2 separate regions of the Bos taurus genome follow, and region 2 is linked to region 1. A link is a contact called in public Hi-C data. All regions are on one chromosome and are shown on one strand. Each heading gives the region's core, a stretch centred on a gene start, on an enhancer-like site or on the middle of the called end of the contact. The rest is flanking DNA. Distances are from core to core; before and after follow the strand shown. Region 1 has its middle 36 kb from the start of ETV4. Region 2 has its middle 11 kb from the start of MEOX1.

Region 1 (5,352 bases), core at 890-3,389:
CACCCTCAGGCCTAGACTGACCCAATGAGCCCTGTTTCTCGTTTACATCAGACCAGCGGTCAGCAGCTTTTAATATTGTGAATCCAGAAGATGCCCTGAGATTGTCCTCTTGGGACCCTGCTTCACTCCCCGGAGAACCGCAGCAGGGTGCAGGAGAGCCAGAGAAGCCTCGAGAAACAAACACGGTGACAATCGCTTACTGGAATATTTGGCTGGGAAAAGCTTTCTTCCCACATAAAATCAACCCAGATGGATTATGAAAAAGAAAGTGACACGCACGAGTTTTTAAATAAAACATCATTTTCCAAATCATGTGGGCTAAATACGATGTGAGATCCAGGATGAGAGCCTGGAACAGAAAAAGCACACGGATGGAAAAACTGACGAAACACAAATAATTTAAGACAGGAGTTTAATTACTAGTAAAGTACCCATGTTAATCTCTCAGTTTTGACTAAAGTACCTTGGTTATAGAAGAGGTTGACATGAGGGGAAACTGGGCTCAAGGGTGTACAGGACTCTGTAAACTCTGTTGCAACTTTTCTTTTAATCTAAAATTATTCCAAAATTTAAAGTTTATTAAAAAAAAATCATATGACTGTTTCTAGCTTCCTGATCCCCCCCACCCCATCCTCACTCCTCCTCCTCCTCCCCCACCCCACCCCCCATCACCAGCACAGAGTCACAGTCTGCTGCTCCATCAGAGTTCCTTGGGTGGCAACCACTAAGAGTCCCATGAGGACAAACTAGGGCCAGAGGCAGGATGTGTGGTCATGGGCGGGTTTGACCCAGCAGGAACACAAGGGAGTCGGGCTGCAGAACCACAGACAGACCAAAGCCCTGGAATTTCAGATCATTCCAGATCTACAGGTCATTCGTTCATTCAGTAAGTATTTATCCTCACACATGCCAAGCGTCATGCTAGGCTGCTGTGAGAGTGAGGATGGTGGGGGAAAAGCGTTGCAGGTACAGAGTGAATGAGACCCAGAGAAACACACAGTGTCCTCCCTTAAGGAAGCAGTGAGGGAAACAGATGTGTTCCCCAGGCAGTGACAATACCCGGCAGTGACTAGGGGATGAGGGTATGCACAGAATCTGCCAGGGTGATCAAAGAAGCCTTCACAGGGGCTTCCCTGGTGGCTCAGTGGTAAAGAATCTACCAGCCAATGTAGATTTGATCCCTGGTCCGGGAAGATCCCACATGCAATGGAACAACTGAGCTCTCACTCTAGAGCCAGGGAGCGGCAACTACTGAGCCCACGTGCCACTACTGAAGCCCACTCGCCTAGGGCCCATGCTCTGCAACAAGAGAAGCCACCGCAACGAGAAGCCCACACACTGCAACTAGAGAGCGTCCCCACTTGCCGCAACTAAAGAAAGCCCACGCAGCAATGAAGACCCAGCACAGCCAAAAATAATAATCGTTAAAAAAAAAAAAAGAGGAAAACTTCACAGAGGAGGTGGCATAAGCTCTGGCAACTATAGTTCAGTTGCTCCCTGTGACCCAAAGAGAGTCACACACAAGCCTCTGGCTCTGGCAGTTGGAAGAAGGAGCTGAGGAAAAGGAAGGCCATGCCCTCTACAAATATCAGGTGCTATTGGCATCATAAAATCATCATCACCATCATCACCATTACCATCATCATCACCCTCAGGACTCTGATGACCCAGTAGGAGGCCCAAAGCCCTAAAGGGAGCCCCTGGTGAGGGAAAAACAGGCATAAAGGAGACCTGGGGCTGCTTCCCATACCTGCAGCTAAGGGGCTACTTCCAGGCAGCCTGGGGCGTGTTGACACAGCTGGGGAAGAAAGGCTTGTTGCCTCATTAATCACTTCTGCACAGGAGCTCGAGGGAGGAGTGCCCCAGGGGCCTGGGCTCTTTCTCCCAGGGCTCCTGATGGTGGAGGAGGGGGTGGAGGAGGGTGCCTGGCCTCAAGCCTGGAGACAGGGATGGGTCTGTAGAAGTCAGGATGGCAAGGAGGGAGGCTGCCAGGCCCCAGGGACCACCCCCTACCCCCAGGCCAGGGGGATTTCCCAGGCAGGATGTTTGTCTAAAGAGCAGCGGCCTTCCTGCCCAGAGGTTAAAACCGCTTCCAGCCTTGTGGCTGGTAACCCCCTAACAGACAGGTCCCAAGAGAGGCATATACTTCTTTCTTTCTCTTGTGGCCAAGCCAGTGTCAGCTGCTTGCCACGCGGTTCCTGACCCTCCGTAAACCCCGTGTGTGTGTGGGTGTGTGTGTGTGTGCGCGTGTGTTTGTGTCTCAGAGGATAATCTGAAGGCCTCAAGATCACTCGCCTTTGCTGAGAACAGAGAAAAGATCCATTAACCGGAAGGCTGTTTTAAACTCAACAAGGGAGAGGATAAGAAACTGGTAGAATTATTTCTTCATCCATACTTCATTATTTATCCCACAAACACCGAGTGAACACCTACCACACATGTGGCACTGCTCAAGGAGCCCAGGAGACAGCCAAGAGTGGAGAGAAAGCCCTGCTTTTTTTTTTTTTAATTCATTTATTTGGTTTTTCCAGTGGTCATGTATGGATGTGAGAGTTGGACTGTGAAGAAAGCTGAGCGCCGAAGAACTGCTGCTTTTGAACTGTGGTGTTGGAAAAGACTCCTGAGAGTCCCTTGGACTGCAAGGAGATCCAACCAGTCCATTCTAAAGGAGATCAGCTCTGGGTGTTCTTTGGAAGGAGTGATGCTGAAGCTGAAACTCCAGTACTTTGGCCACCTCATGCGAAGAGGTGACTCATTGGAAAAGACTCTGATGCTGGGAGGGATTGGGGGCAGGAGGAAAAGGGGACAACAGAGGATGAGATGGCTGGATGGCATCACTGACTCGATGGACGTGAGTTAGAGTGAACTCCAAGAGTTGGTGATGGACAGGGAGGCCTGGAGTGCTGCAATTCATGGGGTCGCAAAGAGTCAGACACGACTGAGCAACTGAACTGAACTGATTTATTTATTGGTCACGCCTCACAACATGTGGGATCTTAGTTGCCTGACCAGGGATCGATCCCACAGCCCCTGTGGTGAAAGCACAGAGTTTTAACCACTGGACCACCAGGGAAATCCCAATCCTGCTTCTCTGAAGCCTACCTTCTAGAGATGGGGGCAGAGGACAGGAGAGCAGTGTGTTCACTGAAGTCATCAGGACGGCCGAGGCCCTGAATCCAGACCCAGTTTCCAGAACTGCCCTCCCTGGGCCTCCTCGGCCTCTCTCCTTCACACAGCCCCCACGCCTCAAGTCTGAACCCAGAGGCCGAGGTGGGACTGGCAGCAGGAGGACAGGAAGGGTCTGCTCCAAAGGGTGAAAGAAGGAACGGTCGGCATGTCCCCTCCAGGTTAATTTTCAAGGCTCTGGACTAGCAGGTGGTCCAGAGGCCAGGGTCTCTGCCCTCTCCCCACACTTCAGGGAGCAAGGGGTGAGCATGCCCTTGCGTGTGTGTGTGAGTGTGTGTGTGTGTGACTCCTCACTCCTGCCTTAATTCACTCTTTCTCCTCCCTTCTTCCTTCTCCTCCCCCTCCCCATCTCCTGTTCTCTCTCCTGCCTCCCTCCTGCCTCCCCTTCTTCCTGTCTCACATTTTCCTGCCCAGCAGTCAGACCCCAGACAGTACCTAGGAAGTCTGCGGCCTTGCCTAATAGAACCGTAATAGTCCTCAGGGAGGCGTGATAATGACATCCTCCTTAAATAAAAGGACTTAATGGAGATTTCCCAAATTTGAAAACCACATTTCCACTAGCAACCTGTTCAGCCAGTGACTGCTCTGGAAAGGAACCCGTGGGAAGTTGTAAGGGGAGGGGGCGAGAGAGTCAGCTCACAGAACCTACCGCTCAGGGACTTTCTGAGGCAGGACAAAGCGCCTGGTCTGAGGACACAAATCCTAAAGGTGGGCCGTCTCCATCTACCACTATGACCACCCCCTCACCCTACTGGGCCAGCCTAGAAAAAACAGAAGCTCAGAATCTGGAAAATCCTACGTGACCCTGGGTGAGTTACTTCACTTCTCTGTGCCTTGGCTGCCTCAGCTCTGAGTTGGATGTAACCATTATTTCCCAGCATCACCCAGTGAGGGTGGGGCCATCAGGACTTACCCAGTTCCTAGCATAGAGCAGAAGCCAAATCAACTGCAAGCCGAGCTTCAACAAGTACAGCTAGATTGGGGTCCTTTTTAAAAAATATATTTATTTATTTATTGGAGTCCTTTTACTCCTGTGAGAGAGCAAGCAAACCAGAACTGGGCCACCCATTCACCCTGGACCTAAGAAAATACCAGACTATTTCAGGGAGGAGGAGAGGAAAAATGGTTTTCTTATTGCCTCTGTCAACAGGATACTAATTAACAGTAAGTGAGGCGAGGGATATACAGTTAAGATCTCGGGGCCTCTGGGATCTCTCTGTTTACTTCCAGTAATCATATAAACCTTTTGGGGGGCTCCTGTTGGTGCCTTTGAAAACAGAGATGCTAAGACTAAACCAAGGGCTCTCAAGCTCTAGTAATTTCCCTTACCTCCCACCCTGAGGCAAGGAATGTGATGGAACGAGCAGGATGACAAAGACATCGGGAATCCTAGATCCATTGGGAACCCAGCTCTGCCATTGACTTGCTCTGGGATCTTGGGGACAGCTCTTCCCCTCTCTAGGCCTCCATTTCCCGAGGTGTCCAATCGTGGGAGTAGGTGATCTGTAAGAACATTCCCATTCTAAAAATAATTTAAATTGGAGGTGAAATTTCTTCTGACTCGGGCCTCTCTGTGGCGCATGGGCTGTGGTGTGTTTGCCAACACTGCCACCTTGTGTTAGAAGCATGCAACTCCCGGCTGAGGCCTCCACTTGGCTCCTTTGTGGTCAAAGCCTTGGAGGCCAGTAGGGTCCTCTAACCCCACCCCACCCTTCTCTTATAACACAGATGCTTTCTTATCAACATCAGCTCCTGTTTCCAAAAATGTCTCTCTTACAGTTTGTAACACAAGACACTCGTTGTCAATATAATCCTGTCTTAGAAAAGGAAAGGAATTACAATTTCCAAGCTCATACTATGTGCCAGTTAAGATGGTAAGTACTCTGGGAAAGATTGAAGGCAGGAGGAGAACGGGGTGACAGAGGATGAGATGGCTGGATGGCATCACCGACTCAATGGACATGAGTTTGAGCAAACTCCGGGAGTTGGTGAAGAACTGGGAAGCCTGGCATGCTGCAGTCCACGGGGTCGCAAAGAGTCAGATACGACTGAGCGACTGAACAACAACTCTGTTCTACAAACATCATCTTGTTTGATCCCGAAAATGACACAGTGAGGAAGATGTAATTGGCCTTCATTCTACAGATGAGACTGGGCCTCAGAGAG
Region 2 (6,202 bases), core at 666-3,165, 79 kb before region 1:
CCAGGCCTCCCTGTCCATCACCAACTCCCGGAGCTTGCTCAAACTCATGTCCATCTAGTTGGTGATGCCATCCATCCTCTCTCATCCCTTTCTCCTCCTGCCTTCAATATCTCCCAGCATCAGGGTCTTTCCAATGAGTCAGTTCTTTGCATCAGGTGGCCAAAGTGTCGTAAGACAATACAAGCCCTTAAATGCCTTTCCAAGTAAAAGCAGAGCAAACCCAAAGTTTAGGACATTCCCCGTGGACTTTCAGGGACAGCTAGAGTGACACCCTGCTCGAAGCCTGTGTGGCCAGTGGGGACCAGTGCCTGTGAAACACGGGGAGAAATTGTTAGCTTAACCCACGTCTGTACCTGGCGGTTGATAAGATCTAAGGAAAACTCGAGTAACAAATAAACACCTTTAAAAAGGAAAAAAACCTTCATAATTGTACACAGTTGGCAGAGCACTTTTACCCACATGATCTAATCTAGGTTTTAGCCATTATCCCCATTCACTAGACAAGAAAGCTGACCTTAAGTAGACTAAACCACAAACCCAAGTTCAGGTGGCTTGCCTGAGGCAGGCCAAGCCCTTGCACACGGGCTGACCTGGCTCCCAGTCTGGCGGCCTGTGCATGCTGCCTGCACTACCCACACTTGCCCTGACTTGCTGACCATCTGGGTGATCAGTTATTTGATCGTTTCAGATTCTTAGTTGAATCAGGTCCTGAGAATTCCACACCCTGACATAGAACACTGGACGTGTTGGCTCACAGCAGCGTGATGATTATCATCACCTTGCTGCATGGAACGGCTCTCAGCAACATCACCAAAAGGGGTTTTTCCAACACAGAGATCTGACCGTGCCACTCCTGTCCTTACAGCCCCTTGGTGGCTCCCCGAGTCCTGCCTGTCCCCTGCCCCACCCCCACCTGGCCCTGGAATCTAGTAGGATGCGAATTCTTTGCTCCATGTTAGAGACCCCACCCGAGGCAGGTGCTGGGCCAGGTGCTTTGCTGGGCCTGGGCAGGTGAACAAGGCAGATGCAGGCCCGGAGCGCGTCTGCCTCCCAACTCTGCCACTGGAAGGGGACACTGTGGCCCTGTAGAGTGGACAACTGTCCAGCTCACTGCCTTTCATATACCTTCCATTTAAAATCCAGAAAACAGAAGCTGGGACCTACACAAGCCTGGGGTGCTTTGAAGGGGAGAGATTCAGTAACCCACAGGGAGCTCTCTTTCCATACTCTCTGTCTCTATGCAGCTGTGGGGCCATAGACACCACAGGGACCATAGGCTCTTGACATCCCAACCCTCTCGCACCAATCTAGGGTCAAAAGCAGGTCCTTACACTCTGGAAGAGGTTAAAGCTTAAGCTTGAGCTCATTGCGTAGAATGATCTTCCCTCATCGTTCAGTTGGTAAAGAATCTGTGTGCAAGGCAGGAGACCCAGATTCAATTCCTGGGTTGGGAAGATCCTGTGGAGAAGGAAATGGCAATCCATTCCAATATTCTTGCCTGGAGAATCCCATGGACAGAGGAGCCTGGCAGGCTACAGTCCAGAGGGTCACAAGAGTGGGACACGAATAAACCACCACCACCATTGTAGAACGGGGCTTCCTTGGTGGCTTCGAGGTAAAGAATCTGCCTGCAATGCAGGAGATGCAGGTTCCCTCCCTGGGTCAGGAAGATCCCCTAGAGGAGGGAATGGCAACCCACTCCAGTATTCTTGCCCAAGAAATCCCATGGACAGAGGAGCCTGGCGAACTACAAGCCCATATAGCGACTGACACGACTGAGCGAACCTTACAGAATGCCCTGCAGTTCTGCTTATAACCACCAGATGGCGCCATAATGACCAGAGTTCGTTCCTCTGCGAAAATCTTTCAACCTTATAAAGCCCTTGAACCAGTTTTTTTTTTAACTTCCTTTCCTTGTAGGTGTAAGCTCCTCTAGAGATTATAAGGCAGGACCCTTTGACCCGAGTGTGAGATGTTTTGAAGGTCTAAGAACTGGGACATTAACTGTTTGTGTGCCGAACGTGGGAGTTGGGCTGTGGGTTAAGCTGACAGAGGAGATGAGTGGTGTTACTGTCTGAAAATGAAACCAACAAAAGGAATTCAAAGGCTGAGGACATGCATCACTGTGTGCTTGTGTGTGTGCATGTGTGTGTGCGTGTGTGTGTGACCAGAGAGCCCGTGTACTGTGCATTGGAGTTTCAGAGCTCATCTCTGTGTCCAACCATCTGAGAGCGTGGACTGGTAAACCTGTTCCTTCCAGGGGTCGCGGAGGGCCAACATTCATATGTAGAAAGGGAAACAAATGTGGGGACACTTCCATCCTGATGTGCCTTCTAGTGCATCTAGTTGTGTGTGTGTGTGTGTGTGTGTGTGTGTGTCAGTGGGAGTATCTGGATCAAGTGTCTGTGGCTGTGCTGTGTGTCTCTGTCCCTGCTTTGGTATTTCTGCTCAGAGGATGGGGGCTCTGCCCTAAGTATGTGTATGTGTGTGTTCTCAACCCCATGTGACTCTTTTTGACCCCACGGACTATAGCCCACCAGGCTTCTCTGTCCATGGGATTTTCCAGGCAAGAATACTGGAGTGAGTTACCATTTCCTTCTCCAGGGGATCTTCCTGACCCAGGGATCGAACCTGCATCTCTTGTGTCTCCTGCATTGGCAGGTGGATTCTTTACCACTGCGACACCTGGGAAACCCCGTAAGGCTGAGTAGGCATGTCCACTAGCTGCTCTGAGAACATCTGTCATGAACAAACACACGTGCGCTGAGCCGCTCTGGATTGGATGTTGTGTGACAGGTGGCTGCATGTATGTGCTCCTGTCGGGACCCAGGGCCTGGGCAGGAGGTGTGCATGTGTGTCTGCATGTTCATGTGTGTGGCGTACCCCCTGTGACCTGCCTCTCCTGGGGCTCAGGCCAGGCCAGCTAGCTCTCTGGCCATTTGACTTCTTCATGACACCATGTCCTCCCAGGCTGCCACTGTCCTCAGTCAACATTGCACCTGCCTTTCCCCTTGGCCAAGGATTCCTTAGGGGAAATTGTTTATTTCTTCAATTAAAAGAAGAAGGGCCCTGGGAGACTGCATACTCGAAATTACCGAATTTTAAAATGCTCTGATATTCATGAAACCATATATCTCACAAGATGATGATGTCTTAGCTACCTCCCCAGCCTAGGTAACTCCCAGCCCTGAACTAAGGAGTTCACTGCCTCCCCAGACTGGGCTGGGGAGATCTGAACTTTTCCTCTCTGTGGCCAAAGAGAGCTCATGTGTCTTTGTTTGGAAGTGTGATTAATCTTTCAGTTCCTATAGGTCTTTTCTGCCTCAGTGCAGTATTTGGGAAAGTCCCTTGGACTGCAAGGAGATCCAACCAATCCATTCTAAAGGAGATCAGTCCTGGGTATTCATTGGAAGGAGTGATGCTAAAGCTGAAACTCCAGTACTTTGGCCACCTCATGTGAAGAGTTGACTCATTGGAAAAGACCCTGATGCTGGGAGGGATTAGGGGCAGGAGGAGAAGGGGACGACAGAGGATGAGATGGCTGGATGGTATCACCGACTTGATGGACGTGAGTTTGAGTGAACTCCGGGAGTTGGTGATGGACAGGGAGGCCTGGCGTGCTGTGATTCATGGGGTCACAAAGAGTCGGATACGACTGAGCGACTGAACTAAGTGACTGACTGACTGAGGGTAGGAGGAGAAGGGGACGACAGAGGGTAAGATCATTGGATGGCATCATCGACTCAATGGACATGGGTTTGGATGGACTCTGGAAGTTGGTGATGGACAGGAAGGCCTGGCGTGTTGTGGTTCATGGGGTCGCAAAGAGTTGGACACGACTGAGTGACTGAACTGAGGAAGAAGAGAAACTGGATTCCAACACCTCATCCCTAGCTGTGTGATTTTGGACAAGGCCCCTAACCTCTCTGGGTCTCAGACTCCTCCATGGTAAAATGAAACTGATGTATCCTATGATCAGAAATGCTTTCCTGCTCTGATGCTGTGAGATCTGAGGTCCTTTCAGTAGGACCTATACAGTGAGTATAGAAGGACTCAGTATTATCCCCACTTTACAGGTGAAGGGCAGCAAGATCCTTTGTGAGTCACTGCTCTTTCCACAAGGCCGCCCTGAAATGGGCAAAGATGGGAAGAGCAACAGGAACACAGACATATGCTCACCACCATGCGCTGCAATCTTCTAGAACATCCCCAAATAGCCAGGAGGAAATTGATGAGAACTCATCTCACAGCCCTACATGGTAATTATTGGTGTTCGTAATGATGCCCCAAGGCATTACGTTCCCCTGAAATGCCTTTGGAATCATCAAAGAAAGATTAAACCTTGCTTGTGTAATTGCTCTCTGAAATATCTTCTGTTTTATTCGCTTGCTTGGAAAATTGATAACCTATGGATTTTCAATTAACTTTAAGTTACGAAGAATATTCCGTTTACCCAAGTATCCCATCCATTTACTGTTCCTTTTTAGGAGTTTATTTTCTATCTCAGGCTGTATCTCCCAAATATGACAGAGTTTGGGGGTAGAAAAATCATAGAGGGGTTACTGGAGGCCCTAACTCCAGCCCTCTCTAAGACTGTTGACCTTGCAAGTCACTTAGCCTCTCCAAGCCTTGGTTTCCTCACCTGTAAAAGAAAATGGATTAATGCCAGCCCTGCTCCCTCATGGCCATTGCTAGAATCAAGTAGGTTATGAAGTGTTTGTAAACCTCATGTCTGTGCAAACGAGAGATACGTGGGAAGCATTTGAGAATTGCTTGTTAAGACCTTGGGCTCAGCCAACAAATCTGCTATCTTGGGCAAGGAGCACTAGACAGGCTTCCTGGACCCATGGTTTTCCCAACAGTGACCTGTGAAGCCCTAGGAAGGTCACTAGGCCTCTCTGAGCCTCAGCTTTATCATCTGTAAAATGGAGAGCAGGCAGACTTGGAGGAGACCAGAGATTGCAAATTGGCAGTTTAAGAACCAAATTGTGCCCACAGGACTTTTTGTTTGTTTGTTTTTTGACCGAACCGCTCAGCTTGTGGGATCTTAGTTCCCCAGCCAGAAACTGAACCTGGGTCGTGGCACTGAAAGCGCCGAGTCTTAACCACTGGACTGCCAGGGAATTCCTGGACTAGGAGTGTTTTAAATTCATCACCAATATTTAAAAACTGAGAGATCATACAACTACCTCATCAAAAAACCCTGAACAACCTTCCCAAAAGTGAGAAGAGGACCTGAATAGACATTTTCCCAAAGAAGACATACAGATGGCAACAAACACATGAAAAGATGTTCAACATCATTAATCAGCAGAGAAATGCAAGTCAAAACCGCAATTAGTACTCTTGCCTGGAAAATCCCATGGATGGAGGAGCCTGGAAGGCTGCAGTCCATGGGGTTGCTAAGGGTCGGACACGACTGAGCAACTTCACTTTCACTTTTCACTTTGACGCATTGGAGAAGGAAATGGCAACCCATTCCAGTGTTCTTGCCTGGAGAATCCCAGGGATAGGGGAGCCTGTTGGGCTGCCGTCTATGGGGTCGCACAGAGTTGGACACGACTGAAGTGACTTCACTTATACGCCTGTCTTCCCTGGTGGTTCAGACAGTAAAGAATCCGCCTGCAATGCAGGAGACCTAGGTTCAATCCCTGGGTTGGGAAGATTCCCTGGAGAAGGGAACGGCTACCCACTCCAGTATTCTTGCCTGGAGAATTCCATGAACAGAGGAGCCTGGCAGGCTACAGTCCATGGGGTCGCAAAGAGTTGGACATGACTGAACAACTTTCACTTCACACACCTGTCAGAATGGCTCTCAACAAGAAGACAAAAAATAAGTGCTCGTGAGGCTATGGAGAAAATGGAACCCTCATGCACAGTTGATGGAATTGTAAATAGGAACAGCCACTATGGAAAACATTATGGAGATTCCTCAAAAAATTTAAAAAAGGACTGCCATATGATCCAGCAATTTCACTTCTGGGTATTTACCTGAAGAAAATGAAAACACTAATTCAAAAAGATATATGCACCCCATTATTCATTGCAGCATTATTTACGATAGCCAACCTGTGGAAGCAACCAAAGTGTCCATTGATAGATGAATGGATAAAGATGTGAAACATATATATATATATACACACACATATATATTCATATATATAGCTCTTCCCTGGTGGCTCAGTGGTAAAAAATCTGCTTG

The links. A called contact is a pair of places that touch in the nucleus more often than the background predicts.
Region 2: a Hi-C map of skeletal muscle shows a contact between it and region 1, with 10 times the contacts expected there. The contact joins two enhancer-like sites. A contact is called at or near these places in 8 of 11 Hi-C or Micro-C datasets (8-cell embryo, blastocyst, blood and 4 more).

Annotation. Positions count from the first base shown.
Region 1 is chr19:43,496,553-43,501,904 of ARS-UCD2.0, reverse strand. No RefSeq gene overlaps it. Among named protein-coding and RNA genes, the nearest start is that of ETV4, 36 kb to the right of the region's middle. Within about 2 kb of position 2,139, at least 36 of the 102 cell types and tissues checked have an H3K27ac peak or open chromatin away from gene starts, as enhancers often do. A contact at or near this core is called in skeletal muscle, where this site is marked.
Region 2 is chr19:43,574,299-43,580,500 of ARS-UCD2.0, reverse strand. No RefSeq gene overlaps it. Among named protein-coding and RNA genes, the nearest start is that of MEOX1, 11 kb to the right of the region's middle. Within about 2 kb of position 1,915, at least 11 of the 102 cell types and tissues checked have an H3K27ac peak or open chromatin away from gene starts, as enhancers often do. A contact at or near this core is called in skeletal muscle, where this site is marked.